3 separate regions of the Mus musculus genome follow, and all the other regions are linked to region 2. Evidence: chromatin contacts called from public Hi-C and HiChIP or PLAC-seq data. All regions are on one chromosome and are shown on one strand. The core of a region is the stretch at or near the end of the contact, and the rest is flanking DNA. Distances in the headings are between cores, read along the strand shown.

Region 1 (4,711 bases), core at 1,353-3,852, 530 kb before region 2:
AGCATGTTCTATAACAATAAGTTGTCTTTTACTTATATTGCTGAATAAATCTTTCAGTTGCTCCCTCCTCCACCACTGTGCCTTGAACATTTTCTGTTAGCAGACGGTCAACATTTGTCAGTTCCTTTCAATGTTCTGTAACCCAAATTTTCTCATTTTAAAATTAGGTATTTGATCATTTTTTTTTCAGTTTTCTCTTACATTCTTTTAAAAATATTTATTTATTCGATGTATGAGTGCTCTATCTTCATGTACATCTGCAGGCCAGAAGAGGGCAGAATTGTTAGGTAATGTTTAGATGACATTATAGATGGTTGTGAGCCACTGTGTGGTTTCTGGGAATTCAACTCAGGACTTGTGGAAGAGCAGCCAGCTCTTAACTCAGCAGTTAACTGAGCCATCTCCCCAGCCCCATGATAATTTCTTACAATGTATTTTGATTATATTCACTCCTTCCATCACCTTTTCCCATATCCTCCTTACTCACCAAAATTTGTTTGTTTTAAAACACAGCTGACATAGTTGTACTGAGCACGTAATTTTGGACATGATGCCTTCCACTGTGGCATGCTTAATTGTATGGCTTGAGTTTGTGCGGATCATATGCATGCTGTCACAGGTGCTCTGTGTTCATCTGTGAAACTGCTCTGCTGTGTCTGGAAAACACTGTTTGTAATAGTTATCCATCACCTATGGCTCTATAGTCTTTCTGCTCCTTTTTTGCAATAATCCCAGAACCTTGAGAAGATGGGCTGTGGTGTAGATGCCCCATTTAGTGCTGAGCATTCTGTAGTCTCTCATTCTCTGCACCATGACCAGTTGTGGATCTCTGCATTAGTTGTTACTTACTGTAAAAGAGACTTCCTTGGTTGAGAGAGTCACTAATCTAAGAGTATAGCAGTCAGTTAAATGTGATGCCCATTTACCAGCATAATAGTGTCTGAGTTAGGGCCTATGGCCTACCAGCCACATGTTCTTGCCCTAACATGATACTAGATATGGCTTTCAAATTGTGGAGCCAGCTCTTAGTCCAGTGAGAAACTGATTGGTTACTCTCATGACATTAGTGCCTAGTTTACTAGTAGACATGACTTGCAGGCCAGTTGTCACTGTGGCTAGCAGGGTTCGCCGCAGTGGGAGACTGATGCCTTTTCTTCCATCTAGTGGCACCTTCTATTCCTGGCTATCAAATTAACATAATTTTATACTCAAAAGTAATATTAAGATTGCGTTTTGAAACTACACCCTGTGTCTCCTTTCCTACTATTATGCTAGTGAGTGAATTTCTGATTTTAAGTAGTTTCCCCTTTCTAATTTAATGAGTCATTAAATGTATTGTAACCAATTCTTTGGCATTCAGTTTTATAACGTTTTTTTCTTCAGGAAAATCTAGAATCCAAATTTGAAGTGCACTTACAATTTTGTACATCAGTTATCCATGTATATTAAAACCATTTTTGAAATTTTAATTTAAGATTTAATTAGTATGTTTGGTTTAATTTAAGATTTAATTAGTATGTTTGGTTCAAAATAATACCATCCTGGTTTTGCATGCTGTGCTACAAATTGCAGTTATATAATCCTAACACTAGGAGGCAGTCTGGTCAAAGAGTAAAATTATTCTTGGGTTCTACACAAATGAGATCATACACTGAAAGTGGAAAAATCATCTAGTTTATGTCACTGTGTTCCCCGTGAACTTAAGGAATGCGCCAGCATCTTCTCTTTGTAACTGTTTCAAGGAGCCCGAGTTTCTTGAGGAGGAAGTGTAGATTGCTAACAGAATAACTCCAATTTTCTTCTTGATCTTTATTTATATTGATAGCTTTTTAATCATATTTGATGCAGACAAAATGGTTATTTTTTACAATGAAGTCTACTTTTGTGTTAGTTTGTCAGAGCTTCATCTTGAGATTAATAGCAGTTATATTTATCTAGTTAGTAAGTATCTTAGGAATTTGGAAACATATAGTCTAATTTGCAAGTATCCAAAGAAAGGTGAAACATGGTGGCTGGGGAGATGGCTCACTGGATAAAAGTGCTTGCACCCAAGCACAAATACCCAGTATAAAGCCAGATGTGGTGGCATAGATTTCTCTTCTTACTGTAAGGGAGGCAGAGACAGGGAAGCCCCTCGTTTGGACTTGGAGCATGCATAAATGAAGGAAAAGTTGGCAATAAAATCCACAATACAAAATTAAAACAAACAAAAAGGTGGCTATTCATTGGGGAGTTATAAAATTGACTGAGCATTCCATCACAGGACATAGTGGGTCCTATAAGAACGTGTGATTAACAATATCTCCTCATTAAAGGCAAGGAAGGGTGTATATTTCATAGGCATATTGCTTAGAGCCCTTTGAAGAAGCCAGGGGAAATGACAAAAGAAAGAACTCAATAAAAGCAATTTATCAATGTCTTACTTTCTAGTAAGACATAATTGTCATTTCAAACTTCTTTTCAACATTTTTATATTTTTGAAATGAATATTATGGTATTTCTTTTCAGATTATGAACTTCCTCAGAGAGTTTTTGTTCCCCTTCCTGGATCTACTGTAATGTTATGTGACTATAAGTTTGGTGATGAATCAGCTGAAGAAATCAGAGACCATTTTTCAGAGATGTTAGATCATGAGATTCAAATAGAAGACTTGGAAATTGCAGAGGAAGTAAACACAGGTAATTAAAATTTGCTTAAACCACACCTAAACTAACCATGCCTTCCTGTTTTTTAAAGCTAATTCTGTTTAATACTTTGAAATATTAACTGAGGTATGTGTAAACACACACACACACACACACACACACACGACAGATCTCTACACATAAACAAACAAACACAAAAAACAAAACTGTGATTGTTTTCTTTGGAAACTTTACCCAAACTTTAAACACATCAAATGTTTTTTTAGTCCAGCAAGTGAATCTTCGTGAGACAAATTCAGCCTTAAATGTGTGGAAATATGTAGCTTCCAAATATTTATTTCAATGGGAGAAAAGTTTTTCTCAAATTGTTTTATAAAATTCTCTCTGTGTAGTTTGTCATTTCATTTATGTCCTCGTTGTATAAGGAGGACGGGAAAGTCAGGTGGGCAGCTCCAGAAGTCAGATGAAGGTGGTTTGGAGAGAGCACTGACCTTTGGATGTGTAGCGCATGGGTGCTGCAAGCTTTGTTTGCACGTCTGACCTTAACCTTCGGAGGGTTTAACTTGATTGGCTTTTTTATTTGTAGTAAGTACAAGATATAAAAATGCATATATAGAGGAATGTGCAAACATATTTCTTAGTGTTATAAGATTAATTATTTGCAAATATTAATAGGTGCTGAGTAAAAACAGCTTATTTTAGAAATTTGTGGTTTGGTAGAAAATTTTTGGATTACTTTTTTTTTTAATTTATTTATTTATTATATGTAAGTATACTGTCGCTGTCCTCAGACACTCCAGAAGAGGGCGCCAGATCTCGTTATGGATGGTTGTGAGCCACCATGTAGTTGCTGGGATTCGAACTCAGGACCTTCGGAAGAGCAGACAGTGCTCTTAACCACTGAGCCATCTCTCCAGCCTGGATTACTTTTGAATATGAATGTTTATTAAATTTGAATGTAGCAATTTTAAAAGGTCCTTTTCTGATTTCTTACTCATTTCTGTTTAATTCCCAATTCCCATCAGGGAATAATACAGTGTTCATTGTTATTACTGTTAGTCGTAGGTAAATATGTAATATGCAGGATTTCATATGTACATTCCCCCCAAAAGGTTCATGGCCCACAGGTTGAGAACCACTGGGTACTAAATGGCTCTAGAAATGTTGGTGTGATCCTTAGAGTTCCTGTAATGCATCTTTTTCTCTTTTAGTATAAAAATCTGTATCCCACAATGAGTATACAGTATTCTTCCTTATTCTGAGTAACAGCCTTCCTGTAACGTATACTCATTCAAGAGTATGGACCAATAAAATGCTTGCACTGCTTCCTGACTGCATTTATGCTTTAAAGTTGAGGCTACCTGTTCTAAATATTTTAGAACCAAATAGTCCCACAGACTCTATTCTCTTTGTTTTGTTTTTTTTTTTTTAACTTTTTTTTAGTACTTTTATTCTCTTTGTTAAAGTTTCCAAATAACAGTTTTTTTTTTTCCTTCCCTCCATTTGCCTGCCTTTGGCTTGGGAATTTCTCTTCTCTTCTCTTCTCTTCTCTTCTCTTCTCTTCTCTTCTCTTCTCTTCTCTTCTCTTCTCTTCTTTTTTAAACTTTATGTTCTTTCTGCTCTTTTTTTCCTTTCTTTTTTTTTCATTTTTATTAGACATTTTCTTTATTTACATTTCAAATTTTATCCCCTTTCCTCATTTCCCCTCTGAAAACCCCTCTATCCACCCCTTCTCCCCCTGCTCACTAACTCACTCACTCCCACTTCCTTTTCTTGGCATTCCCCTACACTGGGGCATCGAGTCTTCACAAGGCCAAGGGCCTCTCCTCTCATTGATGTCCCACAAGGCCATCCTCTGCTACATATGCAGCTAGAGCCATGGGTCCCCCCTTGTGTACTCTTTGGTTGGTGGTTCAGTCCCTGGGAGCTCTGGGGGTACTGGCTGGTTCATATTGTTGTTCCTCCTATGGGGCTGCAAACCCCTTCAGCTCCTTGGATCCTTTCTCTAGCTCAGAAATTCCTTATCTGTGATACCAAAACTGTTAGGGTCTGAACTGGCTTCAGA
Region 2 (4,112 bases), core at 1,415-3,914:
AAGGAAGGAAGGAAGAAAGAGAAGGAAGGAAAGAAGGAAAAGAAAGAAGAAAAGCTTCCCACAGCTTGTATACAAGTCAGTGTTACTGGAGGCATCTTGCCAATTGCGGTTCCCTTTTCTCAGATAAAGCTAGCTGTGTCAATTTGACAAAACAATAGCACACCAACCGAGACCCAGAGTTTTTCCTTTCTTCACTGTAAAAGTCATCAACCTCCCAAGGCTTAAAACCCATTCACATAGTTGTAAATATTTTGAACCATTTATCTTTTTCTTTAGTAGGTAAGTTCTTTTTTTTTTTTCCATTTTTTATTAGGTATTTAACTCATTTACATTTCCAATGCTATACCAAAAGTCCCCCATATCCACCCACCCCCACTCCCCTGCCCACCCACTCCCCCTTTTTGGCCCTGGAATTCCCCTGTACTGGGGCATATAAAGTTTGCAAGTCCAATGGGCCTCTCTTTCCAGTGATGGCCGACTAGGCCATCTTTTGATATATATGCAGTTAGAGTCAAGAGCTCCGGGGTACTGGTTAGCTCATAATGTTGTTCCACCTATAGGGTTGCAGATCCCTTTAGCTCCTTGGCTACTTTCTCTAGCTCCTCCATTGGGAGCCCTATGATCCATCCATTAGCTGACTGTGAGCATCCACTTCTGTGTTTGCTGGGCCCCGGCATAGTCTCACAAGAGACAGCTACATCTGCGTCCTTTCAATAAAATCTTGCTAGTGTATGCAATGGTGTCAGCGTTTGGATGCTGATTATGGGGTGGATCCCTGGCTATGGCAGTCTCTACATGGTCCATCCTTTCATCTCAGCTCCAAACTCCGTCTCTGTAACTCCTTCCATGGGTGTTTTGTTCCCAAATCTAAGGAGGGGCATAGTGTCCACACTTCAGTCTTCATTCTCCTTGAGTTTCATGTGTTTAGCAAATTATATCTTATATCTTGGGTATCCTAGGTTTGGGGCTAATATCCACTTATCAGTGAATACATATTGTGTGAGTTTCTTTGTGAATGTGTTACCTCACTCAGGATGATGCCCTCCAGGTCCATCCATTTGGCTAGGAATTTCATAAATTCATTCTTTTTAATAGTTCTTATTCAAATCAGTTCATTAATGCATTTGTCAGATGTCTGCTGTTTAGCCAGTCCATATTGAGAACTGATGTAATGGTACTGAGGTTGTTTAAAGAGTCATTTTTACAGATATTGGCAATTTGCACAGTCCTTGAACACAGTGATTTTTTTTTCTTTTTTATCTTAGCAACTGCTGGCAGAAAATGGATGTAGAATAATGGACAGACCAGATGAATGAATGAAGACTGGACATTTCTCAACGCATCTTTCTCTTCCCTGCAGGAACTTCTGCTTGCAGAGAAGTGGGCGAAAATGAACAAGCTTCCCTTTCCAAAGATCGATCCTTATGTGTTTGATCGGGAAGGATTAAAGGAATGCTATGTTTTTAAACCTAAGAATCCTGATGTGGAGAAGGATTGCCCAACCATTATCCACTTTGTTCTGGCCAACATCAACTTCAGAAAGTACAAGGCCCCAGGTATGTTTCTGTAAAATTGAAGTCTGGCTGGTAGGATGTTTGCTATTACACTGAGATTGTCACATGAACTGTGACTGTGGGGAATGCGCCTCTTACCATGACAAACAGCAGTGACTTGGGAGCCCAAAGCCCTTCCTTCTTTTTTTACCCCAAGATTCATGTTCCTTATAATAGAGAAACTGAAAGAAGAATGACAATCTTAGCTAAAGATGATTAGGGCATTGAACCAGCATCTTGGGTTTGGTAGGTGTCCAATTCATAAAGGATGTTTTAAATAGTTTGACTTTCAACTTTGTGAAATCATGAAAATCAAAATCATGGAAAATTCTTTGGGAGTATTAATTGATCACAAAACTCTCTAAAAAAAAAAACCAAACAAACAAAAACAAAACCCACAGCATAACTGATCATTTTGGGATGTCACATTATATTTTACAGCAAAGGAGATCTAATTCAAGAAATGGTTACTCTGTTTTCTCATATCTGAAGGAGTAGGTAGACTCTAATGCATCCTAAAAGATTCTCATTAAAAAAAAAAAAGCATTCTCCCATCCAAGTACTAACCAGGCCTAACCTGGCTTAGCTTCTGAAATCAGATGAGATCCGGTGCATTCAGGGTGGTATGGCGTTCTTAAGGCTTTAATTGCTAAATATTTCTCAAACCAGAAGATGCAGTTTTCCATTTTGTGATTAGAAATTACCACCCACCCACCACACACAAACTCTGGGTGGTAATGGGATATAGGGAAGTTTTTCCCTAGATTTCTCAGAAGGATAAAGAAGAAGTGAGAGTGGAGTTGTGAGGCAAGTCTCATCCTGGAGAAAGAAGGCTGGCTAGCATCTTTCGTTTTCAAACTGAAACCGTAGTTTCAAATTGAAACCCTGATTTTAAACTGAAAGCAACCTAGATAATATTCTATTACTGGTAGTTCTTGGGGAGAAACCAAGAGGTTGGTAAGTATAGGGACTTCTGATGGTTGAGTAGGGTTCAATGTTTTGGTTTGGATTTCCCCGGAGGAAGATTCTCAGGACAAGCTTCAAGTGCAGAGGGTTTATTTGTAAGGGAGTGAGGAAGTGATACTGGGCAGGGAGACAGACAACATAGCACATGTTTGTATGCCAGCTACTCAGAGAGGAACGTGACCCATCTGGGGAAGGCTATAAGGCAGGAACCCAGGATATGGGGTCATCCTTCCCACCCACGCTAGCAGGCACGGAAGCTGGGTATCTTCCCAACTTGAGTGTGGCTGACTAGGGAATGGAGTAATTTTTTAGAATCACAGGCTTTCTGGTGATTCTCTGTGCTGTCCTTATGCTTGTTTTGTATGTTTTGGAGAATTTTTTTTTAAGTTTTCAAAAGCAAGATGCATATTCTTTTTGGCATATAGGTGTTCTAAGGGAAACCAAAGAAGAGAAAGAAATTGCTGACTTTGACATTTTTGATGACCCCGAATCGCCATTTTCAACCTTCAACTTTCAGTATCCCAATCAAGCATTCAAAAGGCTTCACGATTTGATGTACTTCAACACACTGAACAACATTGATGTGAGTATCTACCACAGCAGATAACATGGAAACTCCTTAGCCTACACATGAATTCATTAAGAAGACAGATATGGCTCTGAGGTGACCATATGCAAAACATGGTGCCTTATTTTCCTGAATGATGTCACTAACATCTAGTAGACACTAAAAAGTCATGAATAAGGACATCACTGTCTGTGGCTAATCAGAACCACACTTTATGCATTGTTTGGTGAAGGAAGTGTTCCTTCTCAGCTTCCCTGATATATATGTATTGTATCCATTTAATGGTAAAAACAATTTATAAAAGGAGGGAAGTAGAGGAAGAGCAGTATATGGGCAGGAGAGAGTGTAACCATGAATGTCATTATTGCAGACATCTCAGCAATGGCATAATGTTTTCAAATGTTTGGTTCTTGTAGATCTTGACAGTATCACCAAATACTCCAGTCCCCTGCATTTCAGCCTTTGAGATAGCCTGTGTGCTTTGTGAAATCGACTTCTGAAGCAAGGCTTTCCCTGCAGTATCAAACATTCTTATCACTAGCATATCTGCTCCTGAAAGTCTTTGTCTGTGAGATTGCTTAGTGTTAAATGCACCCTTTTATAGTGCTGTTGTGTGATTGAGATCATCAACTTGTGGGCCACAATCAAAGCATCTAACGAGTTATTATCACCTGTAAAAGCTGAGCTCATTGGATTAGGAAAGAAAACAAGAAAGGAAAGATAATTAGAGTTGTGTATTATGTATGATTTGGTGATCTATTTGGAAATTATGAATGATTGTGGATTATGAATTATGGAGGTCAATTATGAAGACTTTGAAGGAACACATGGCTGTGTTGTTTCTGTGGAACCTAACTAGATTTGTGCTAAAGGAAAACTGACATCCATCAGTGTTCATGCTTTTTAGATCATTTTCCTTGAGACAGTTAAAGACAGGTCAAATGCAATCATGACACAGTGGCCATAATACTTCAAAATTCAATACAATTTAGTCATCATACAAGAATATTTCTAATAAACTCCAG
Region 3 (4,620 bases), core at 2,121-4,620, 550 kb before region 2:
CTAAAACCACTATGTTTAGACTAAAACCACTATGTTTTTTTCTTCTTTTTTTGTGGTTTGGGTTGAGGAAGGCAAGGTTCCAAAGGCATTTAGTATGAGGAAATCATATGATTTACAAGATGTAACAGATATGTTTTCTATTAACAAAAATCTCAATCTTTTGATTTTATCAATGAAGACTAGGGAGCCAGATGCTGGGGTGAAAGTTTGCAAGCTCACAGAGGCAGAGAAGGCACCCAGCTGAAGTTCCAGAACAAATGCTCCTCTCTCAAGATATCACAAAAAAATCCTCCTTCAAACCTAATGTCCCTCCCTTCTACTTCCTGTATGCCTCTCTATCTGACCTGACTTCCTTTTATTCTGTTTTTTTTCTTTTTTCTTTTTTGTTTTTTTTCAAGATAGGGTTTCTCTGTGTAGCCCTGGCTGTCCTGGAACTCAGTCTGTAAACCAGGCTGGCCTTGAACTCAGAAACTTGCCTGCCTCTGCCTCCCAAGTGCTGGAATTAAAGGCGTGTGCCACTACTGCCTGGCTGTTTCTTTTTTTTCTTAATAATCCTACTTTACTTATAATTTACTTCCTGTCAGCTGGTTGCTTGCTCTGCCTGTTTACAATACTCATGCAGAAAGTTTCCCACATTAAAAGTGCGTGCCATGGCTGAGCCACACTAGAACTAAAAACAGGTTTTTCCAGTAAACAACACAATTTTGGAGTCCATAGTGTGATCAGTCTGCCTCTAGGCCTGAAGGCAGGAGAGCTAGGTGATTCTTACCTTGTTTGTATCCCTGCTTAGGGCTTTGCTACCTGGAAAGTCTGTTTCCAGGAGGGGCAGCTCCCTGCAAGTGTGATTTTCAAAGGTGTAGCTGGGCATCCAAGAACAGTTATAAAGATATAATCAAATACTTACTTAGCTTCTCAAGCTCCAGCCTCAAGTTCTGACACTCCCGGGTTTCAGTGACAAGCCTCTCCTGACTCTGTGAGAGCCTCTTCTCTATCTCAAAGTATTGTTGTTCTACAAAAGACAAGTCCACACACTATGAATAACATCATGCACACGTGCCCTTGAAAGCAGTATTAATACCACTGTTTATTTCTTCTAATACTGACTGCAAAACTTAAGATACACTATTGGAAATTTTAATCTTAATAAACAGATTAAAAACTGAAAAGGACTTTCCTGTTATTCTTAACTGGCATATAAAGACAACATTGACTAAAAGAGGGTTCATAAATTAATTTCATCTAGGCAGGCAAGGTTGTATTTTCTCCAGATCTCAGGAGATTATTAAACATTTAAATATAAGTTACCTAATAAATAAAAATACTTAATTAAAAAGTGCATTGTTTTAAAGGGGTTAATGTAAAAATAATTTAAATGATGCCTAAATTTCTGTAAAAATAAACATGCAGACTTCCCACAAAAAGGGACTGCATTTGTCTACTTCATCCCATTATTGGGACATATAAATTACTCAGTATTGACTGTGTGTAAATTAATTAACAGAATACAGTATATTATACAAACTTCTTAAGAGTCACAAAATAACTGGATATTTTTACTTATCAACGTTGCTTGATAACTACACTTTATTGAAGAAAAAAATTAAATTAGGTGGAAATTTCTAATCAATCTACCATACTATAGACCCCATTCCCTCAATTAATGATAAACCAAAACATGTGACAAAAAATTCTGTTTTTTCTTTCTTTTTTTTTTCGAGACAGGGTTTCTCTGTGTAGCCCTGGCTGTCCTGGAACTCACTCTGTAGACCAGGCTGGCCTTGAACTCAGAAATACGACTGCCTCTGCCTCCCAAGTGCTAGGATTAAAGGCGTGCGCCGCCACCACCGCCCGGCTCTGTTTTTTAAATAACTGTTTTCTTTCTCCCAAGAATATTTAAGCTATGTCTCTAATTTCCTTATACAAAAGCAACGACAAGAACGTACAAGCAGATATTTTTATTATATATTTCCTATCAAGTCTCAACGCTCTGGGAGAACCACCATATATTCATTTATCGCATTTCATTGCTCTTTCTAGTACCGTCCTTTTGTATACAAATTCCTCATCGCGACCATCTACTGCATTATTAGATCACAGGGTGCTATACACACTAAAACAAGGCACTAAAGGGGGGAAATGGGTAAAGGCTTATAAATCCAGTTTAAAAACAAACAAACTGGGGGGGGGGCGCTTAACTGTCATTTAAAGTACAGCAAAACAACATTAGATTAGGATTGCATAGTCCTAAAAATCTGGTGCAAACTGGGCCAAATTCTCCAGTTTCTGTCGGTGGGCCCATTGAGGAGTTTCCACAGAAGACTACGCTTAGTAAAAGGAAACCGAGGTAAACGAAGGTGGATTTAGATCGGGGAGGATCCCCCCGCCCCCCGATCTAAACCACACAGCGGGGAGAAGAGAGAAGGCCTCCGCTGCACATGGAGCCTGAGAAGCTGCTACCTGAACACCTCACCAGGGAGAAGAGGGCAGGCGTGCAAAGGAGGTCGGGCCCCAGCTCCAGACCGGAGCGCGAAGAGCGTCTCCACACTTACCACTCTCCACCTTAAATTTCTCGTGCCGCCCCTTCAGGCAGTCGATCTCGGACTGCTGCTCGGCCAGGAACTTCTCAAGTTTGTTCTGCGTCGACTTCGGCAGTTTGTTCAGTTCCGGGCGCTCCAGCACTTGCTGCAACACCGCCGCCATGTCGGCCGGGATCGCGGCAACAGCCGCAGCGGCTGAAGGAGAAGCCAAGGAGCAAGGAGAAGCGCGGAGCCCAGCCGCCGGAGCCGCCCCGTCCGCCGCCTCGCTCGCGGTCTCTCGCGCGCCTGCCCGCCTGAGACTCCCGCGGCGGGACCCTGGGAAAGAGAGTCCCGCGTTAGGTGCAGCCAGAGCCGCGCCGCCGCGCCCTCTCTGCGCACGCAGCCACCGGGAGCTAGGCACGCTGGGAAAGCGAGTTCACAGCAGCCTCGGCCCCAGTTTTTTGGGGATTTCACCGGTTTCCAGCCCCAGAGACTCTTGGGAAATGTAGTGTATTTCTCACCCGCTTACGCGCGCTCAGGCCGCACCTCTCGCCCCACTTCCTTCTTTCTCCCCGCCCCCGGCTCGCCTCCTATGGCTGTGACGAGTGCCCGCGCGGGGGCGCTACATAAGTACGCAGCCACCCTCGTCCTTATCCCGGAGGAGCAAGACGACCTTACCGTCAAAACCCCGGGATGTCATGGGTACTCCTCTGTGGCCACTTCTAGAAGCCGAGCCACCAGAGGTCATGGGTCACGGCAGGGTGTCTCGACAGGCTCTGGGCTACCGCCACGATCTTAACGGTGCCCCGAGAGGGGCGGGGTGCAGGCCTCCCTCGCTTGGGTAGAAGAGCTGCGGAGATGGGTGCGGGACGGCTTGCGTCATCAGTCTGCACCCGTTGGGGCCGCGACCCGCGTTTGGAGTAGGAAGTGTCTCTGCTGTCGCTTTCTGATGAGATCATTGGCTGTGGACGTGGGGACCTGAGTGGCACCTGGCCTTTGAAGGTAGCTACTTGTACCCTAACTCGAGTTCTCTCGCTGACAGAAAGCTCCAGGGATTTATTTGCCACATGTGCACATTCTGAGATCAAGTTAGTCGGCCAAGGAATATGTGTGCACCCGGGCACCACCAGCTTCCTTTTCGGGGAGAAAAGAAAGGATTTAGGGACCATATGGAACAGTCAGTCACTGGTGCACACTCAAGCCCTGTTCGGAGGAGATTAGCTTAGTGTCAAACCTGGTACCTACATGCTTTTGTGGGTGTGAGGTACCGAATGACTTAGTGCGAAATTAAAGTAGTCTGGTTAATATTTTAAACAGAAAAAAAATCAAATTTTGTTGTTTATGTAGTAAGATGACATTGCAGGCAAATGTCTGATGTTGACGTTTTTAATTTTAACATTTTTAGGACAGTTTTATTGAGACACTTGTCATTTTGCCACAGTAACAGAACTATGTCTGTTTCCCGAACACGACTCAGCAATATCAGCGTGTACTTCGTTTCATGGCTGGGTACTTTTCTGGAAGAATTTGTTGCCTTTTGATTGAAAATAAGGAGAGCACATGCCTGTGGTGTCAGCTACAGGGATTAAGAGGTGGGGGGGTTATCATTCCAGGACAGCCTGTGTTAGGAGTCAGGCTCTGTCTTAATGAAGGGGATGGGAGGGATTAAATTAGTAGGAGATTCATAACTGAATTCACAAGCTGAAGAAGAGGACAGGAGATGAGAACAGGAGATGTTCCTGCAATGATTCAATTGAAGGGCTGAGTATCATTGCCACCGCAAGCAAAACAGATTGAGAGAACTTAAATCCCACCTTTCACACTCACTACTTTAGTCATTTGGAGGAGTTATTTAACATTTCTTTTTGATTTCTTTATGTATAAAACGGAGACGACAATAATAGTACTTACCGTGCAGGAATTTGTATTAAATATCAATACATGTGAAGTCCTTAGAAAAATGTCCCGTGTAGAATTGAAGCAATATAGATAATTGTCATTGCAGACTGGTTACCTAAGTGGCTGTTATTAGGAGTTGTCTCATAGCAGCAATCACACATTTGTGCCTTCCCACCTTGCACAATTTGTAGAAAACAGTCGTTTT

What was found. A called contact is a pair of places that touch in the nucleus more often than the background predicts. HiChIP or PLAC-seq counts read pairs in DNA pulled down with a chosen protein or histone mark.
Region 1: a Hi-C map of bone marrow-derived macrophages shows a contact between it and region 2, with 14 read pairs. The contact joins two enhancer-like sites. A contact is called at or near these places in 16 of 39 promoter capture datasets (the 3T3-L1 cell line, 3T3-L1-derived adipocytes, the C10 cell line and 11 more), 2 of 15 datasets of contacts at CTCF or cohesin (large pre-B cells and pro-B cells), 79 of 484 Hi-C or Micro-C datasets (the AML12 cell line, B cells, the C10 cell line and 45 more) and 6 of 115 datasets of contacts at active chromatin or transcription factors (PVALB interneurons, bone marrow-derived dendritic cells, bone marrow-derived macrophages and 3 more).
Region 3: an H3K4me3 HiChIP or PLAC-seq map of bone marrow-derived macrophages shows a contact between it and region 2, with 5 times the contacts expected there. The contact joins the promoter of Tpr here to the enhancer-like site in region 2. A contact is called at or near these places in 19 of 39 promoter capture datasets (the 3T3-L1 cell line, 3T3-L1-derived adipocytes, the C10 cell line and 12 more), 4 of 484 Hi-C or Micro-C datasets (the C10 cell line, Sertoli cells, gonadal supporting cells and 1 more), 13 of 115 datasets of contacts at active chromatin or transcription factors (DN3 thymocytes, the NIH/3T3 cell line, acute myeloid leukemia and 9 more) and 1 of 9 other capture datasets (liver).

Annotation. Positions count from the first base shown.
Region 1 is chr1:150,369,997-150,374,707 of GRCm38.p6, reverse strand. It overlaps Odr4 (odr4 GPCR localization factor homolog), which reads left to right. Exons shown (of 14, transcript NM_145511.2): 12 at 2,509-2,679. Among named protein-coding and RNA genes, the nearest start is that of Tpr, 20 kb to the left of the region's middle. Within about 2 kb of position 2,602, at least 3 of the 459 cell types and tissues checked have an H3K27ac peak or open chromatin away from gene starts, as enhancers often do. A contact at or near this core is called in bone marrow-derived macrophages, where this site is marked.
Region 2 is chr1:149,839,608-149,843,719 of GRCm38.p6, reverse strand. Pla2g4a (phospholipase A2, group IVA (cytosolic, calcium-dependent)) reads left to right here. Exons shown (of 18, transcript NM_008869.4): 16 at 1,361-1,556; 17 at 2,945-3,102. Among named protein-coding and RNA genes, the nearest start is that of Pla2g4a, 120 kb to the left of the region's middle. Within about 2 kb of position 2,664, at least 34 of the 459 cell types and tissues checked have an H3K27ac peak or open chromatin away from gene starts, as enhancers often do. A contact at or near this core is called in bone marrow-derived macrophages, where this site is marked.
Region 3 is chr1:150,391,588-150,396,207 of GRCm38.p6, reverse strand. Tpr (translocated promoter region, nuclear basket protein) reads right to left here and starts at 3,370. Exons shown (of 52, transcript NM_133780.3): 1 at 3,195-3,370; 2 at 2,550-2,852; 3 at 905-1,009. The coding sequence starts at 3,264. It overlaps Odr4 (odr4 GPCR localization factor homolog), which reads left to right and starts at 3,153. Exons shown (of 14, transcript NM_145511.2): 1 at 3,153-3,518.